Linked DNA regions of Zea mays: all the other regions are linked to region 2. Evidence: chromatin contacts called from public Hi-C data. All regions are on one chromosome and are shown on one strand. The core of a region is the stretch at or near the end of the contact, and the rest is flanking DNA. Distances in the headings are between cores, read along the strand shown.

What was found. Hi-C and Micro-C count contacts between places; a contact is called where the count stands out from the background.
Region 1: a Hi-C map of endosperm shows a contact between it and region 2, with 2.4 times the contacts expected there. The contact joins the promoter of LOC100284288 here to the promoter of LOC100282724 in region 2. A contact is called at or near these places in 3 of 25 Hi-C or Micro-C datasets (bundle sheath, endosperm and leaf mesophyll).
Region 3: a contact with region 2 is called in a Hi-C map of endosperm, with 2.2 times the contacts expected there. The contact joins the promoter of LOC103644061 here to the promoter of LOC100282724 in region 2. A contact is called at or near these places in 3 of 25 Hi-C or Micro-C datasets (ear, endosperm and tassel).

What each region holds. Positions count from the first base shown.
Region 1 is chr1:286,711,230-286,713,929 of Zm-B73-REFERENCE-NAM-5.0, reverse strand. LOC100284288 reads left to right here and starts at 1,340. Exons shown (of 1, transcript NM_001157183.2): 1 at 1,340-2,700. The coding sequence starts at 1,462. The coding sequence ends at 2,298.
Region 2 is chr1:287,021,356-287,024,055 of Zm-B73-REFERENCE-NAM-5.0, reverse strand. It overlaps LOC100282724, which reads right to left and starts at 1,251. Exons shown (of 5, transcript NM_001155631.2): 1 at 881-1,251; 2 at 611-741; 3 at 99-459; 4 at 1-3. The coding sequence starts at 1,091.
Region 3 is chr1:287,316,270-287,318,969 of Zm-B73-REFERENCE-NAM-5.0, reverse strand. LOC103644061 reads right to left here and starts at 1,265. Exons shown (of 7, transcript NM_001368674.1): 1 at 837-1,265; 2 at 506-748. The coding sequence starts at 935.

The DNA.
Region 1 (2,700 bases), core at 91-2,590, 310 kb after region 2:
AAATCCTGTTTTAACGACAGACTTTAAAAAAAATGACAGAACTTAACTACCGATTCCAATTTCTTTACTACAGCTTATATATCATGTGCGTGAACGTACTAACGCGAGACTGTGACAGCGCAAGTGTCAACGGCTGCTCCCACTGCCATTAACCCATCTAGAAAAGAAAAGAAAAATTCTCCGCAACCGCGTGCCTATCTGGTAGATGCAGAAGATCCATGCAACCCGGTGCCACTTCAGCCGACGGAAGCTCATACGCGATGGGTTATTTTAACTGACCCCCTCGAGGTGCCCAGGCTGTTGGAATCTTCCATGCGCGCTGTTGCGGGCCCACCCACCGCGTGGTCTGCGCCCGACTTGCTAGTTGCTACCGGTTCGGTTCTGGTTTGTTTTGGACTTGGAACCGTCTGCCTGGCCAGAACAGGGGGCGACGGGGAGCCGAGGACCACCGCTCAAGCGTTTGCATGTTTGCGCATGTGCTTAAAATGCCTCGCAGAGTACTAGGCTACTAGCGCAGACACCAGACAAACTGCTCATCCTCCTCTTCCTACTACTACCGCGCAGCACCGTAGTAATATATAAGCGCCAACAAAGTTTGTGACATACTACGTACTTCAGTTTTCAGTGTGCACACACTAGTTAAAATATGGAAGCTTAATTTGTTGGTTCGCAAAAAGAAAAATAAAACCTGCTGTAATTCGTTGTTTTTTTTGCTTGCTTATTACTCGATCCGGGTCCGTCTGCCCGCCCGCGCGTCCAGCGTTGCCGGATCAAGCCGGGTATGCGTGGATCGGTTCGAGATATGTATGGATCCGCAACCGACGACGACCGCATCTCACATCCACAGCGACGCAGGAGCCGCGCGCCCCGGTCAGTCCTCCCTCCCCACACCTCTCTTTTCTCGCACATACTAGCTGGCCTGTACCTGTACACACTCTCCTACCCTACCACACTCGCACGACCAGTCGTCGTTCTCGTTCCACCGCACCGCACCGCTCAGCTCAGCGGCAGGCAAGTTGTGCTGCCCGGCTTCCCCTTTGCATCCTCTCCGTGTCTTCGCCTCCACGTTGACCACGACCTCTTCCCTGCAGCCCTCTCGCCGCCTCCGTCCACCACCCATGCACCCACCCGAACGAGACTACTCAACTCAACGTCTCAACCCAACCCGTCTCTAGCCGCCACTCCACCGGCTTCCCACCCACTGCCGCCGCGCCCCCACCTGTGACTGTGCCGCGTGCGTGCCCACGCCGCGACCACCTCACTACCCCCACCTACGACGCAACTTCCCACGCCCCATCACACACCCGCCACCGCTTTAAAACCCTCACTCCCCTCACTCATCACACTCGCACAGTCTCACCACAGCGAGCGAGAGCAAGGCGCCCAAGCAACCACCGCGAGAACAAGTCGCAGCCAAACAGCCCCGTCTCCCAGCGAAGCTTGAGCTTGCATTATTCTACCATGTCTTCCATGGAGCTGCTCCACGCCGTCGTCCCGGAGAAGCAGAGCGAGGAGGAGGTCGCGCCCGCAGCGACGACCACGAGCAGCAGCGCCACCGCCACGGGCGGGGACGAGGGCGCCCACGTGCCCCAGGGGTGGGCCAAGAGGAAGCGCTCGCGCCGCCAGCGATCGGAGGAGGAGAACCTCGCGCTCTGCCTCCTCATGCTCTCCCGCGGTGGCCACCACCGCGTCCAGGCGCCGCCAACGCCGGTCCCGTCCGCGGCGCCGGCCGCCGCGGAGTTCAGGTGCTCCGTCTGCGGCAAGTCCTTCAGCTCCTACCAGGCGCTGGGGGGCCACAAGACCAGCCACCGGGTCAAGCTGCCGACGCCTCCTCCTCCTCCTACTGCCGCCGCTGTAACTGTCTCGGCAGCAGTGCCCGTCCCGGAGGCCCCCGCCCCGATCACCGTCGTCGTCCCGCCGCTGCCGCCAGTCGAGGTCGGCCGCGAGCCGGCCACGTCATCCACCGCCGCGTCCTCCGACGGGGCGGCCTCGAGCAGAGTCCACAGGTGCTCCGTCTGCCACAAGGAGTTCCCGACCGGCCAGGCGCTCGGCGGGCACAAGAGGAAGCACTACGACGGGGGCGTCGGCAGCGCCGCCGCGTCCACCGACGTCCCGGCGGCGCCCGCCGAGACGTCCGCCGAGGTCGGGAGCTCCGCCGCGCGTGCGTTCGACCTCAACCTCCCGGCCGTGCCGGAGTTCGTGTTCCGGTGCGGCAAGCCCGGCAAGATGTGGGAGGAGGACGAGGAGGTGCAGAGCCCCCTCGCCTTCAAGAAGCCCCGCCTCCTCATGACCGCGTGAAACCGCTGCGCGCGCGGGCGGCGGATCTCATCTCATCACCCGTCCAAGATTTTGGTCCGCAGCTGCCGAGTTCAGCGGTGGAAGTGGAACACACTATTCGTTCATTCATTTCGTATGGTGCCAGTAGCGCTATTGTTTGATTTTTGTGGCTGCTCCTCTTGTACAGTACCGAGTGCGAGAAAAGATGCATAGTCATCGTATACATACCAATACAATACCGTACCTATAGGTCTTCCTATTCCTGTGGAAGAGTAGAACTTGTATCCTTATTAGCTGTCAGTACACTACAGTTCATACACACTTGGTTCTCATTATCAGAGATCATTGGTGAATTAGTGGTTTTGTATCATAAGCTTATTGTAAATGATGGATTGGAGATTAGTATGGAATCAGATACCCATT
Region 2 (2,700 bases), core at 2-2,501:
CAACTGCAACCAACGGTGAAATTCGTTAACACATCTCCTCTAGCAAGCAACTAGTAGTAAACTTCTTACAGACGATCCGCGGTGTCGTGTATATGTACCTTGAGGGCCGCCGAGTTGATGCAAGGCGGCAACAAACAGCCGGTGAAGCTCCGGCGACCAGCACCGCCTCGCCTTCCTGGCTTGCTGCTGAGCCTGAGAGTGCAAGTTGGCCCCAGAGCCAGACGGTGGCATAGTGGCACAGAATCTGCCGCTCGCGTTGTCGCTGGCAGACATGGGAGGAATCGGCGGCTTAGCTGCGGGTGGTACCAGCGACAGACCACTGCCGGCAGAGCTGTCTTCTCTCCTGAAGAATGGAGGCGGCAGGGGTGGCACCGCCGCAACGGCCCTTATGGGCATGGGTGCGCCACCGAGCAACTTGGGCTCCGGCGAAGTGATTTCACTCAGTTGCTCTTTGTCAGACTGTAAGTAGAGATAAAATAATCCGTGTTACAGTTTGATTTTATTTGGTAAGAATGACCCTAAACATGAAAGACCCATGGATCAAAAAGGAAAACAATAGAGCAATCTGATGAAAACAAGCAGCATGGCGTACTAGAGTTGCCTGCTCTACCTCGTCGGATTTGGCGTCGCTGTCGAGCCACAGCTGAGCGGTGCTCATCCATTTCCGCTTATCGCCGTCGTCGGCCTTGGCCTCCGCGTCTCCGCCTCTCTTGGCGGCCTCATCCTTCAATTCGTCGATCACTGCAGGCCGCGACGCACGCACCACCACCGCGTCAGCGAACCAGGGGCCGAGAAGAGAGACCACAACAACGCGCGCGCGCGCGTATATACGTAGGATAGGAAGAAGTACATGAAAGGACAGCAGGAGACCACTTCTCACCATCGGCGAGGAGACGCACGCAGAGCGGGAGCTCGCGCCTGAACACCTCGATCTTCCGGCGCTCCTCCTCGAGGCTCCTGATGCAGGACTCGATCTCCGCCGGCGCACCCTTGGCCGCGGCCGCCATCCCTCCGGCGCTCCGCGCGGCGAACAGCCCGAGGTCCAGACCCAGATCCAGGCCCATCCCGATGCCGCCGACGTCCAGCCCCATGCACGCGACGCGAGCGAGGCGTGGAGCAAGGTACGGGCACCACCACCAGGAATCTTTTGCGCAGAGAAGAATCGGCGACCGGAAGCCGAGACGAACAAACGAAAGAGAGAGAGGCGGAGGCGGTGGGTGGGGTGGGTGGAGGATGACTGTGAGGGGATCTGGATTCCGGAGGTGCGCCCGCCCTGGCATATGTATAGACGGGTGGTGGCGGCGAGCGGGGCGAATGGAATCTGCGAGCTGGACCGCAGGATGGGAGGAGAGAGAGAGAGAGAGACCACGCCCCCAAACCACGCGGCGCCTGGGGTGCGGTGGGCGCGCGCTGCGTTGCCGATTCCTCACGTCGCATCCAGCGCGATAAGCTCGCGGTCGCGGCCGGAGCCGGACGTCTCTGTCTCTCTCAACACTCCACGGTGAATCGTGGGATCCCTCCATCGGCGCGGCCTCGAGTTACCGCTTCTCACACCACACGCGTAGTTTTGCGCCTGCACCCCTCGCGTCTCTCCGAGAACTGCAGCGGGGTCCCTTCCGTTTTTTTGCTTTAGCTTACGTTCCGTGCAAGTTTTTACATGCGTGATCGACGCCTTGACAGCTTGCGTGCCCAGGTGAGATCCTGCCTGGCCTGGAATGGATGACGAACGCCTTTTTTTAGACGTGAATCGTCCGTGGTGATTCTTCCATCTCCATGTCCCTGGTCTCACGGGGGACATCTGGAGGATTGGCCCATCGGTTTCGGTGGCGGATTGGCGTTTCGGGACGTCTGGAGGCTGCGCGCGCGGGGGGTGGGGTCAGATGGATGCGTTTGGTTTTGTTGGCAGCGCTCCCAAGCACGCTGTGGTCCTGCCTCCTGCCATTTGTTTTCTCTGGCTGTCCTCGTGCACGATGCAAGTCCAAGTCGATGATGATACACAAAGGCCGTACGCTCCGGATAGTTCGTTCCATGGCTCCATATGGAGATCTTTTGCCTGGGAATCTGGCGAAAAGGTTAACTTCTTCGACACTGTTGTTTTCTTTTTTAATTTGGCAAAACTCGAGCATGCAAAGTGGCTTTCCCAAAACAAACACGGGTGCATACCTCACTCTAGCTAGGGGGAAGAAGTATCTTGTCTTGATCATCTAAAGTTGGCACACCAATGGCTAAGACACAATATTCTGCTAGTGTCATATAGTCGGACCGCCAAACACTGAAGTTGACCTTCGTCTCAAATCAAACTATCTCCACGATCATCAAATATCGGGAGTCTCCATTTCTAAGCTACTTCATCAATCCGTATACATGATACACTGGCTGCTACGCGTGAGCGAGCCCAAAAGGCATGATGTAAGTTGCATAAAAAGAGAGGGAGCAGAAAGATCGAAAAAATCTATTTCTATTACTTATATACATGTTTATATCTAAAACTGAGAAAGCTACCGGACGTTAAATTCCAAACCAAACAATATAGTGCACAGGGTAGATTATTTGAACTTATCTAAAATAAATACTATATTCGTTTTAAAATAGTAGTCGTTTTAAAAAATTACTTGGTTTATACAGTTCTTGATGTATGTATTTTGTATATGTGGCTAGATTCGTCATATCTATTTCAATATAAACATAAAAACCAATAGA
Region 3 (2,700 bases), core at 16-2,515, 290 kb before region 2:
TACATTAAGAGTTTCTAAAGAGTACTTAATGCTGCAATCAGATAATGCAAAGATCCATAAAATCCAAAATATCATTTTGAAAGCTTATTAAATGGCACTAAGAATTTGCAAATATCGAATTTTGTTCAATGTCAACTGCCTTTGATGTAACTTGTAACCATTGACCATTGCACACAATGTACCAGCAATTGATGACTCCTGTCATACACGATATCTGATTCCAGTAAAATCAAGTTAGGCCATTACTCAAAACTTTCTTGCTACCATTCATGACCTGAATAGAAGTAATATCACAGAATTACCAACCATATAACTACTCGGCTCATGGTCTAGCTGCCTAGGGAACTTTGTATGTACACAGTCGCTGTCACATGAGACTTTGCATCGGTTATTATGGTTCAGGTTAACATGATTTAGGTTAATAACAGTAGGAGGAATGGCAATCCAGCCGTAGGCACAACCGGGAAATAAAAGTGAAGCAAAAGGAAAACGGGGGGTTTTTTACTGTGGCGGACGTGCGCTCGGTGAAGCGGCCAGCAGCGCGAAGGACCTTGTAGAGCTCGCCACGGGCCGCGTACTCGAGGACGAGGACGACTCGCTCTTCGTCGTGGAACCAGGTGAAGAGGCGGAGCACGTTAGGGTGGTCGAGACTCTGCTGGATCTCGATCTCCCGCCGTAGGTGCGCGTGGAAGCGGTGCTTCTTCAGTTTCGCCTTAAATATCACCTTGAGCGCCACCACGTACCCGCTCTGGATCGTCCCCGCGCGTAGATTAACTTCCATGTAGGCAATATTTTGGGGTAAATCAAGAGCATTGGAAGGGGCTGATTGGGCAGACCTGCTTCTCGCGGGCGAGGTAGACCTTGCCGAACCTGCCCTCAGCGATGTACTTGCTGATTTCAAAATCGGACAAGCTCCACACCTCACTCGTCGGCATCGTAGGCGGGAGCGGCAAATGGTGGGGCCAATGGCGGTGGCCGGTGGCGGCCTGGCGGCTGGCGCGGGCGAGCGCGCTGGAGAAGTGGAGTCTTGGAGAGGAGGCTGGACCGCAGGGCGCAGGACCAGGACGCAGCGAGATCGAACGCAGGAGCCAAACGGCGGCGGCTGGGGCTGGACGTAGGACGTCTGCTGCTACTGCTAGGTCATGTCGCGCGATGATGGACTGGGCCGCGACTGCCGACAGGGGCTGCAGCCCAGGCAGCCCCGGGTGGAGATCCGCCCCTGGGTGGGGCGAGGGACGAAGTGCGAGTTGGAGAAGACGGCGACGAGTTGCGTCGAGGAGGCGGAAAAGGAGTATAGGTTTGCAATTTGAAATGGAGAACGGCGGCCGGCGGATCAGTACGGTTTGGATGGGGAGCGCGAAGTGTCAAAGGTGGGAGATGGTTCACTGTACAACTTCGGCCCATTAACTTACAATGCTGACATCTGTCTAGACGTCGGGCTTCCTATATGCCTTTACAATCTGGTTCGCTAGCAAAACGTTAAACAGACCTCTTAGCGTGCACCCACCAGGCCTCCAGTGGGCTTGGGCCGTTCGGTGGATTAAACATCTTACTTAAAATCAATCTGTTAAAGTATTTTCAATGCATGAAATAATTTCTGTAGATGTCGGTAATTGTACATATTTTTTGACATGGCTTATAAAGTTGCGCCAATCTTTATCACGTCATGTATATACTACAATGTCATAAGTTTCTATAAACTGCAGAATCTCTTGCAGAATCTCTTGCTAGGGCTTCAGGAGTACACCCTCCATCCCCCAAAAAAAAGTTGTTCGAATCTCTTGCTAGGGCTTTACCTCACTTTGCCCAGCTAAAGACGTTTGGGGTACGTTTGGATTTTTTACTATCTACTGTAAAGTCTAGCTAGGCAAAAAAATTGATATTGCACAAAACATCTGGATATTGTAGGATGAAGGATATGAAATTGAACACGCTCATTACATTTAGTTAGAATCATAAGAGAATTAAATAGTCCAACCAAAGTTGAACTAAAATAGGTTTGCAACCTATAGTAACAAAGCTCTACGAATGTACAAGAAATAAATTCAACAACAAAGGGAAGAATTCACCATACAAGATATGAAATTTATTGTGCGGTATTGAAAGTAGAGATGGGTGAATAGACTACACCTAAAATTTTCACCACAAACTTTAAAATAAAATCAAATTATCAGTTCGACTGTGCAGGTCAGTTCAATCGCTACCAAGGGCGGTGAAACCACTCTGGACCAGTCTAACTGTAAATAATAGATCTAGGCTATGAACAACGTGGAGAATAATGATACATTTCTTTAGATGAAGTGGGAGGCAGACCGACGCCTCCGCTGTGGTGTGGCGCCACACGTAGTTAATGTGATCGATCGTTTTATGATGGGTCGGTCTTGGGCCACACGCGAGATCCACTCGAGTGGTTTCCCTTCAACGCGTCTGACACCCTGTCCGGTTCCGCCACGCCCGACCCCAGGCTCAGTGCTGTAGAGTTCGTCCGAAGCCGGGTTCTTCCAGTGTAGATGTTACCTATTTCCTCCGACTGATCTTTGGGACCCAGTTGCCAGAAGCCTTTACCCAGTGTGCTCACTGACCGATAGGCCCTAGGGGACGGGGATTATATCCCCAACAGGAGTGGGATGGAAAACCGCCTTGGAGGGAAGACGATTGAGGAGGTAGGTGGTTGTGTTCATGGCCTCAGCCTAGTAGCGG